2 separate regions of the Pan troglodytes genome follow, and region 2 is linked to region 1. A link is a contact called in public HiChIP or PLAC-seq data. All regions are on one chromosome and are shown on one strand. Each heading gives the region's core, a stretch centred on a gene start, on an enhancer-like site or on the middle of the called end of the contact. The rest is flanking DNA. Distances are from core to core; before and after follow the strand shown.

What was found. HiChIP or PLAC-seq counts read pairs in DNA pulled down with a chosen protein or histone mark.
Region 2: a contact with region 1 is called in an H3K4me3 HiChIP or PLAC-seq map of stem cell-derived excitatory neurons, with 4 times the contacts expected there. The contact joins the promoter of MARVELD2 here to the promoter of LOC461830 in region 1. A contact is called at or near these places in 2 of 7 Hi-C or Micro-C datasets (blood and stem cell-derived neural progenitor cells) and 1 of 1 datasets of contacts at active chromatin or transcription factors (stem cell-derived excitatory neurons).

What each region holds. Positions count from the first base shown.
Region 1 is chr4:45,093,183-45,098,552 of NHGRI_mPanTro3-v2.0_pri, forward strand. LOC461830 (general transcription factor IIH subunit 2) reads right to left here and starts at 2,966. Exons shown (of 17, transcript XM_054685063.2): 1 at 2,853-2,966; 2 at 317-414.
Region 2 is chr4:45,234,091-45,239,460 of NHGRI_mPanTro3-v2.0_pri, forward strand. MARVELD2 (MARVEL domain containing 2) reads right to left here and starts at 2,127. Exons shown (of 7, transcript XM_517724.9): 1 at 2,052-2,127. RAD17 (RAD17 checkpoint clamp loader component) reads right to left here. Exons shown (of 18, transcript XM_063810389.1): 18 at 2,423-3,189. The coding sequence ends at 2,928.

The DNA of each region.
Region 1 (5,370 bases), core at 1,716-4,215:
TCCCAGCTACTGGGGAGGCTGAGACAGGAGGATTGCTTGAACCCAGGAGGCATGGAGGCTGCAGTGAGCCGAGATCAGGTTACTGCACTCCAGCCTGGGCAACAGAATGAGACCCTGCCTCAAAAAAGAAAGAAAAGAAAGGAAAGAAAGAGAGAGAGAGAAACGGGCACGGTGGCTCATCCCGTAATCCCAGCACTTTGGGAGGCCGAGGCCAGCAGATCATTTCAGGTCAGGAGTTCAAGACTAGGCTGGCCAACATAGTGAAATGCCGTCTCCACTAGAAATACAAAAATTAGCAGGGCCTGATGGTGCACACCTGTAATCCCAGCTACTCGGGAGGCTGAGGCAGGAGAATCGCTTGAACCTGGGAGGTAGACACTGCAGCGAGCCAAGGTCGTGCCACTGCACTCCAGCCTGGGAGAGAGAGCGAGACTCTGTCATTCATTCATTCATTCATAAATAAATGTCCTCATCACACCTCCATCCTCCCCAATGCAATCTCCCTCCCAACTCCACCACCTCGTGGCTCACTGCAACCTCCACCTCCTGGGTTCAAGTGATTCTCCTGTCTCAGCCTCCCAAGGAGCTGGGATTGCAGGCGCATGCCACCATGCCCAGCTAATTTTTGTATTTTTAGTACAGTCAGGGTTTTGCCATGTTTTGTATTTTTGTAGAGCCAGGGTTTCGCCTGACTTGCCAGGCTGATCTCAAACTCCTAACCTCAAGTGATCTGCCTGTAAACAGAATATTTTTGTTTCTTTTTTTGTTTTAAGACAGAGTTTCACTCACCACCCAGGCTGGAGTGCAATGGCGTGATCTCAGCTCACTGCAACCTCCGCCTCCGAGTTCAAGTGATCCTCCTGCCTCAGCCTCCCGAGTAGCTGGGATTACGAGAGCCCACCACCACACCCGGCTAACTTTTGTGTTTTTAGTAGAAATGGGGTTTCGCCATGGTGGCCAGGCTGGTCTCGAACTCCTGACCTCAGGTGACCCACTCACCTCGGCCTCCCAAAGTGCTGAGATTACAGGCGTGAGTCACCGCACCCAGCCTCAACTGAACATTTTGCTCCTCCCTGTTTTCTGTTACGTATTGTGAACTTCAAAAATGAAAAACTCGCATAACGTTCTCAACGTTTTTAAACTCAAATTCTTGGCAGGGCACAGTGGCTCAAACCTGTAATCCCAGCACTTTGGGAGGCCAAGTCAAAAGGATCGCTTGAGTTTAGGCGCTCAGATCAGCCTGGGCAATAACCTTGTCTCTACAAAACATCAAAAAATTAGCTGGGCGAGGTGGCGAGTACTTGAGTCCCAGCTACTTGGGAAGCAAAAGAGGGAGGATGGCTTGAGCCCAGGAGAGTCGAGGCTACAGTGAGTCATGTTCACTACTGCACTCCAGACTGGGTGACAGAGTGAGACCCTATCTCAAAATAAATAAAATAATTATAAATATATAATAAATATTATAAATATAAAAATAAATAGCAACTGAGAGACTTTTGGCTGACCATACCAAAGGAATTCTTTTTTTTCTTTTTTTTTTTTGAGACAAGAGTCTTGCTCTGTCGCCCAGGCTTGGAGTGCAGTGACGCAATCTCAGCTCACTGCAACCTCCGCCTCCAGGGTTCAAGCGATTCTACTGTCTCTTCTGTCTCCCGAATAGCTGAGATTAAGGCACAAGCCACCACAGCTAACTTTTTTATTTTTAGTAGAGACGGGGTTTCACCAGCCTGTTGGCCAGGCCTGGTCTCGAATTCCTGACCACAACTGGTCCGCCCACCTCGGTCCTCCAAAGTGTTGGGATTACAGGCATGAGTCACCACGCCCGGCTAAAAGGACTTCTTAATTAGAGCTGCCTGCAATGGGAAATCCGACTGGACAGGAGGTATTAAGGTCCCTAAAACTGCAGACGTTCAATGGGAAGTCTGATTGTAAACATGCATGCTGTTTAAAGGATTCATGCATCCTGAAGATGGACTTTGTAAAGATCTCCAACGGCCTGTCACTTCCCAACAGTCCATTTTCTTCTTAAAAATATCAGCAAGGCCAGGTGGGTGGCTCACACCTGTAATCCCAGCACTGTGGGAGGCCGAGGCGGGAGGATCACGAGGTCAAGAAATCAAGACCATCCTGGCCAACATGGTGAAACCCCATCTCTACTGAAAATACAAAAATTAGCTGGGCGTGGTGGCGCGCGCCTGTAGTTCCAGCTACTCGGGAGGCTGAGGAAGGAGAATCGCTTGAACCCAGGAGGTGGAGGTTGCAGTGAGCTGAGATTGCGCCGCTGCACTCCAGCCTGGCGACAGGGCGAGACTCCGTCTCGAAGAAAAAAAAAAAATTTAAGTGATCTGTTTCCTGGAATCCAACCCCAAACAATCCACGTTCCTCAGCATAAGCCTACTGGTGTGATTCCCGTTACATGAGCTCGGAATGCTATCTGCCAACAAATGAGAGCACCAAACATCCCAATTTAAGAAGCTTTTCTTCACACCTTACCAAGCTATGTGAAACTGGCAAGGGTGATTACTGTCCTTGTTTTTCAGGTATGGGATTCAGGCTCAGAGGTTGGTCACTTTCTCAAGCGGGTCACAAACTCGAACCCTGAACCATCATTTCTAAAAGTCGCGCTTTTACTTAGGGAGAGACGGCCTGCAGCTTCCCTCCCTACTCTGCGGCTCCCCAGACGAAAGTTACCTTCCTCTGCCTTCACAAGCTCCTTCACATCCTCCTTCCCTATGAGCTCAGGCAGGGCAATTCAACCTCCGTTCCCCGCCACGAAAACGCTCCCAGCCGCCTAGCTAGCCAGACGGCCTGCCCCACCTCTGCGCCTCACAGACTTCCACACGCGGACTCACCGGCCCCGCTAGAAGGACTCTCAGCCGGAAACTCCGCCCGACACTCCTCTCCGCCGCTTTAGGGGCGCCCCGGAAGTCATTCCGCCGCGCCCTGCGGCCACGCCGAAACGTTCCGGATGCTGCAGAGTGCAGCTGCCGGAGCGGGGCGCTCGGGTGCAGGGCATGCGCTCGGGTGCAGGGCATGCCCTCCGCTGAGTTGGGGCGCGGAAAGGGACGGTGTTCCAGCTGGAATTCGCAGAGAACCGGAAAGAGTGATCGCCATTCGCTCTCGGAAGGTCGAAGGCTCTGCAGCCATCGACCTGGGTTCTGAGGAGCTCGATTTTGTTTTTCTACTTCTAAAAGGTTGGGATGAAGGACCCTGGCCACAGAAGTAAAGCCAGAGTTATCCTTGCTTCTTGCTGTGTATTTCAGGACTCCTCCGTTGCTCTTGCTGTTCATTCAGCAAACATTGAGCATCTACTTTGAGCCTGATGCATGTCTAAGCACTGAGGAAATAACAATGAAAAACTGACAAAAATCATTGCTCTCGTGGAGTTTTCCTTCTCCAAGGGGAGTCAGTATGAAGAAAAACATATACTATATGAAATGGTGATAATGCTGTGGAGAAAAACTAAGCATTGAAGAGGAAAAGTTTGCAGTTTAAAATAGGGTGGCCAGGCCGGGTGCGATGGTTCACGCCTGTAATCCCAGGCATGGTGATTTGGGAGGCCGAGCGGGGGTGGATCATCGGAGGGCAGGAGTTCGAGACCAGCCTGGCCAACATAGTGAATTCCGTCTCTACTAAAAATACAAAAACATTAGCCGGGCGTGCTGGCAGGCGCCTGTAATCCCAGCTACTCGGGAGGTTGAGGCAGGAGAATCGCTTGAATCCAGGAGGCACAGGTTGCAGTGAGCCAACCTTGCACTCCAGCCTGGGTGACAGAGACTCCATCTCAAAAAATAAAATAGGGTGGCCAGAGGAGTCCTCACTGGGAAGACAGTTAAGCCATGACCTGAATGAGGAAGGGTGTTAACCCTGCTGATACCTAGGGGAAAAGCTCTTCAGACAAAGAGAGCTGCAAGTGCAAAGGCCCTGAGGTACAAATGCATTGGGGTCTTTGACGACTGCAGGAGTGAGCAGGGGATGAGTGGTGGCAGCTGCAATCAGATGGGTAAGGTGGGGAGGAGAGGCTGTGAGCACTGTTAAGAACTTTGGGGGAATTGTGATGGCTTGGACCAGCAGCTGGTGAGAAGTGACTGAATTCTAAATCTTACCAATACACTGGATGTGTGTTATGAGAAAAGAATCAAGGATACCTCCATAGTCTTTAGCTGAGCAACTGAAAGGTTGGGGTTGCAATTATTGAAATGTTGGCGGGGTGGGTAAGATCAATTCAGTTTTGGACAAGTTGTCTGACTGCCAATTAACACAAGTGGAATTATTGGCATTTCCCATACTTGAGAAATGGAGAGGCAGTGCACCCCCAGATGAGAAAAGGATTAGGAATAACACAAAGGAACTGCAGAAGCTGGGGCCTCTTTCCTTCCCCATCAGCATACTCATCCCCTCCATTGCCTTTATTGTTAAAATTTTTTCCCATCTCTGTTGTCTCCCTCAAAAATATATACAGAAGGTATCTTGCATAGCAGTGTAAAGAACAGCCCTGGATTTAAAATCAGGCTCTGACACACTGGCTGGGTGACCTCAAGCAAGTCACAACCCAAGTCTATGAACTAATGTGTAAAATGGGGTTGTCTCCACCAACCCTGCAGGGCTTAGTGGGAACTCCATAATCAGTCTCATTTCCTCCCAGAAGACAGGATTTTAAAAGGGAGAGGAGGGGAAATTAGTATCGCAGTGCCAGGAAGCTTCCATGCTTGCCTCCCTCCCACCTTTGACCTCATTAGAGGACTCACACACAAATTCCACACTTTTCCTTTTGTGCCCTTCCTTCCTATCCACACTTTTGCTTCCTTCCATCTTAATTGACCATCCTATTTGCAAGATGGGATGCATTCCTCTAGGACAAACAGCCTAGAGGAATCCCAAGCCCCAAGTTTCTTGCATATGTTTGTTATCCATCAGCCTGGGAAGGCTTTAAGGAAAACCAGGAAAAAGATAGAGGACTCCCCAATAAATATAAAGCATATTTGCGAAGAGAGGAGACTGAAACAGTTTTCCCAACTGTAATATTTGCTCTGTATAGATTTTAGACATGGATGTTAAGATTCAACTAGGAATGGTACTACAGCAAAACAAAATATGCATAAATCCATAATCTCTTGGCATGATTATGACTGACATATTCTAATCATTTACAAAGTGGTAGAATAAATTATCTAACCTACTCAGATGTTTTTTCAACTTGTAAAACTAAAAGACAACTATAAAGAATGGATAATCTGTTCTTTGCCCATGAGTGGCCAGACACAATCAACAGGGTTAGGACATTCACAATCAGCTCAGCCAGTGGAATCAGATATAAAAAGCATGCAACTTGAAAGACTGGGAGAAGTGAACCTGTCTATTCCAATAGAC
Region 2 (5,370 bases), core at 877-3,376, 140 kb after region 1:
AGGGAAATCTTCATAGAGAAAGGGATATCTGAGTATAGAACTGAAGGTGAAGGAGGAAGCCAGGCCATTATCAGGGACAAGTGTTCAGGCAGATGGAATAGCTAGCGCAAATGCCCTGAAGCAGGAGTGCCTGGTATGTTCAAGAAATATTTAGGCATGGAAGCTACTGTGGCAGCAGCAAAGTGGGTAAGAAGGTGAATAGTAGAACTGAGGCCATCTGAATCATGTAGGGCCTTGAAAACCACTGGAAAGAAAGGACTTTGTCTTTTGCTAGGAGTGAGATGAGAAGCCACTGGAGGATTCTGAATAAAGGAGTGACATGATTTGACTTGTTTTAACAGTATCACTATGGATGCTGTGTTGAGAGTACACTCCAGAAGGCAAGAGGTAAAACAGGAAGACTGGCTAGGCCATTGAAATAATCCAATGGATCACTGAGATCTTGAGAAGAGGTCAAATGCTAGACAGGTATTTAAAATTTTTATTATAGAATTTTTCAAACATAATAAAAAGTAGAAAGAATAGCATTATGAACCCTTGTGTACCCACATCCAGCTTCTACACTTATCGATTTACGGCCAAACTTGTTTCATTTATACTCCCCATACTATTTCCTCTGCCAATAGAGTCCTCTGAAGTAAACCCCAGACATCTGATCATTTTATCTATCTGTACCTCATTCTCCACCCCTCCAGCTTAGCCTTGGGGAGCAGCAGACTGAAGAGTGTTTCAGATGCGTTAAAAATCCAGGTAGAGACGTTAAGAGGGCAAGCAAGGCACACAGGGTATGTACAGACTGGAGACAAGGGAATGGGGTGGAAACCCAGGGTCTTCTAATAGGGCACTCCGACCTTAGAGGATTAACTGTGATGGCCCCAGCAGGGTGCCCAATGCAAAGCCGCTCTGTATATTATAACAATCAGTTATTTTTGTACCTTTCTCTTTCTTTCTCTAAAAAAGTGTAAGTTCTAGAAATGCTATTACGACTCTAGTTTTTGAAACACATTCCTAAGAAATGTAGAAGCAAAAGCACAACAAATGATTTTAGCAAGTTTTACACAGCATTTACAGGATACGCTATGCTTAATTCAACTCACTGGTAAAAATACGATTCACTGTAATGGATTTAACTCTTCACCTGTGAAGTGGCTTATTTGAATCAAACCACCCTATCCATTTTTAAAGAAAAAACAAGCAATTATTAAAGAGTTGTGGAAAAGCAAGATAATGTGATTTTTAGAAGGGAATGGTTAGCTGTATTTCATTACATCTTAAATATCTGGATACCCCTAAGTCTTTCAGGATGTCACTGAGAGTTCGTTCTGGTCCCGCAGGTCGCGGCAGCGTGTCTTTGTCCTGCTCAGGCCCCGGACCCTTACTCCACTCTTGGACACTCATCTTGGAAAGCCGCGGCAATGGCAGGAGAAATGGCTCCCCCAGCAAAATGTCACAGGAATCATGCCTGGTCACCTTTACACAAACAGAACCACCGGTTTACCTGGCTTAAAAGTTTTGCTGGACCCAAGAAACGGGTAGATTTCGGACACTTCTGCGCTTCCGAGGGGTCGGGAAAGGCTCGCGGTTCTAACTAACCCACGACTGCCCGGGGGTACCGAGCATTTTCGCTGTGGGGTCTCCCCCGCGCCAGCCTCTGTGCGCCCGGTCCCACAAATCTCATTGTGTCCTCGGTTCTGCCCGCGCCGGCAAGGCGTTCGTCTTCGCGTTTCTGGCTGAAACCCACTGTCTTTGGAGATTCCGCCCCAACGAGGCCGAAACTAAGCCGGGAGACCTTCCAGGTAAGGAGCACCGGGATCGCCCCGAGGTGCGCGCCCCGCCCCGCGCCCGGAAGGACGGCGGCTCGGCCGCACCTGCGTCCGCAGAGCGAAACCTGGCGGGACGCGGGCCTCCCCGGATCCCTGGCTCCGGCCTCCCCCGCGGGCTATGGCAGGCTGAGCGCCGAGCGCGGGCACCCCTCCGTCCCCGCACACCTGGGCCGGGGGCCGCCGGGCCCTCCTCTCCCGGTCACGTGGCCCCACCCCGGTCCCACTTACCTGCGCAGCCGCCAGGAAGAGCGCGCACGCCGCCCAGGACTCTGAAACCGGTATCGGGCTCCCGGGGTGGGGGCGGGGCCGGGACGGGACGAGCCCAGCTTTCCCCGCCCGGCTTTGCCCCGCCCGGATCTGTCGGCCCGACAACCGCTCTGGGCCCAGGCTGCTCGGTGCCACCAGCCGGCACCTCGCGGCAATGACTACACACTGGGCTCTTTTGGAAAGACAGTTTACAGTTCTCATCGCAAAGCTGTCATCCTCTTCCCTATCTTTTGAAAAGTTTGACAATGGGGGAGGGAGATTGGTGCACTGTGCCTAAGGACCCATGGCAGACAGTGCGTGCTAGATAATGTTAAAAGACAGGAAAAACAAAATTAAATTCAACATTTTAATTGTGATATAACTTATGTAAATACTTTCCAAAAAGTATCTAAGATATTCCACTGTACAACACATCAAAACTATCTGAGAAGTGGGAGACAATAAAGTGTAAATAAGGCACACAGTTTACACTCGTAATTGCATCCTAAACTGTTGAATAGTTGATATTTACAACCCCCCAATAACGTTTTTGCATCCTGAATTAGTCCTTCACATTTTGATATTTGGCATAATGTTCAAACACACTTTATACACACTGACCGCTCCTTAAACCACTCACAGCTTTAATACCGAAAAAATTAAGAGATTTGAAGGCTTGATCTTCTATTTACTTCAAGATGACAGAAGAGTAGGTTTCTTGTGATGAAATACTACAAGAATGAAGAATTAACAAACTGTTGTGTAATTCATCAGAAAAGCATATTAACTCTGCTGAAGTACCACTGAATGAAACAAAAATGAAGCTGTGAAGTAGCAATCTGATTAGCAGGCTGGCTTCTATGTCCCATCACTCTCGTAGTCTTCTATTATTATGTTTTCTTCCATGTCTCCTTGGGCTGAAAAGGGCTGGGGCTGGCTAGCAGGCAGTTCACTGGCACTATTCTGACTCAAAGGAAGAGACCAGGTTTCCGGCGCAGTGGCTTGAGTGGGTTCACCCAGAGATTCCTCTGCAGAATGTCCTCCATTAAGCTGGGCTTCATCTCCGCTGCCAGGGTCTATCATTCCATGTTCCCTGTCAGTCAGGGCTTCCATTTTCAATCTGTCAGATTCACAGTGCAGGCATTAATAAGAACCAAAGGAGAAGATTTTTAAATTACACCATGAGTGTGATGATTATGAAGCCATCTTTCATTTACCTACATTGTGCTGTTTAGCTAGTCCCTTTAACTATAAAAACAAAACTACAAGGTAAATGACAAACTGAATAAGTTCCTACAACTTAAAATACAAAAAGGAGCTGAACACGGTGGCTCATGCCTGTACTATCAGCACTGTGGGAGGCCAAGGCAGGCAGATCGCTTGAGGCCAGGGGTTCAAGACCAGCCTGGCCAACATGGCGAAAACCCATCTCTATTGAAAATAGAAAAATTAGCCAGGCGTGGTGGCACGCGTCTGTAATCCCAGCTACTCAGGAGGCTGAGGCAGGAGAATTGTTTGAACCCAGGAGGCAGAAGTTGCAGTGAGCCAAGCTCGTGCCACTGAACTCCAGCCTGGACGACAGAGCAAGACTCTGTCTCCAAACAAAAAACAAACAAACAAACAAAAAAACCAAACCAAACCACAACAACAAAAACACCTAAAAATAAAAAGAAAGAATGTCTTCAGTAAAGAATTTTTCTTTTTTTTTTTTTATTGAGACTGTCTTTCTCTATCGCCCAGGCTGGAGTGCAGTGGTGCAATCTCAGTTTACTGCAACCTCTGCCTCCCAGGTTCAAGCGATTCTCCTGCCTCAGCCTCCCAAGTAGCTGGGATTACAGGCACATGCCACCATGCCCAACTAATTTGTATTTTTAGTAGAGATGGGGTTTCACCATGTTGGCCAGGGTAATCTTGAACTCCCGAACTCAGGTGATCCACCTGCCTCCGCCTCCCAAAGTGCGGGGATTACAAGTATGAGCCACCACACCCAGCCTTCAGTAAAGAATTTTTACAAATTAAAAAGGAAAAAATGAAATATAATAGAAAAATGGGCACAAACATGGACAACTTATAAAACAAATACAAATGGTTCCTAAATTGTTAAATCTAATTTGAAATTTTAAAAATGAAAATTAACATAATGAGCTATTACTGTCATCTTTTTTTTTTTTTGAGACAGTCTTGCTCTGTCGCCCAGGCTACAGGGCAGTAGCACGATCTTGGCTCACTGCAACCTCCGCTTCAGGTTCAAGCGATTCTCCTGTCTCAGCCTCTGGAGTAGCGGGGATTACACGCAGGCACCATCACACCCAGCTAGTTTTTGTATTTTTAGCAGAGATAGGGTTTCACCATGTTGGCCAGGCTGGTCTCGAACTCCTGACCTTAGATGATCCACCCACCTCAGCCTCCCAAAGTGCTGGGATTACAGGCATGAGCCACTGCGCCTGGCCTATTACTGTCATCTTCTAAACTGGCAAAGATTCTTTTAAAATCCAGTGGTGGGAAGGGTTAGGAGAAAAGAACATACTGATACACTGTAAGTGGATATAAAACTGGCAAAATATTCTTGCCAACAATTTGGCAATAAAGAGGAAAAGCCCCAAAAGGTATATACCTATTGATCCAGCAATTTCATTTGTAGGAATTCACCCTAAGTAAATAGTATTTGAAGTGCATGATGACTTATCTATAAGGCTGGGATAGTAAAAGCTGAAAAAAAGCTAAATGGGCAAAAATAACGTGTAGGTTGAATTACAGGAAATTAAACATCTATTAAATATTAAGTATTAATATTTAATACTGAATACTAAACATATGAACGATGGTTTTAAATATGGTCAACATAAATAAAAGATAGTACCAGTCATTGTAATATATAGCACTGAAAATACTGCCTCTCACGCCTGTAATCCCAGCACTTTGGGAGGCCGAAGTGGGCGGATCACGAGGTCAGGAGATCAAGACCATCCTGGCTAACACAGTGAAACCCTGTCTCTACTAAAAATACAAAAAATTAGCTGGGCGTGGTGGCAGATGCCTGTAGTCCCATCTACTTGGGAGGCTGAGGCAGGAGAATGGTGTGAGCCTGGGAGGCGGAGCTTGCAGTGAGCCGAGATCGTGCTACTGCACTCCAGCCTGGGCGATAAAGCTAGACTCCGTCTAAAAAAAAAAAAGAAAATACTGCCTCTCAAGTCACATCAAGTAGGTAGTTGAACCAATAATAAAATAGTGAAGATTCTCATTCAATTTAGGCTTGTGTAAATTGCAGCAACTCAATACATCTCAGGAGCAATACAATAGA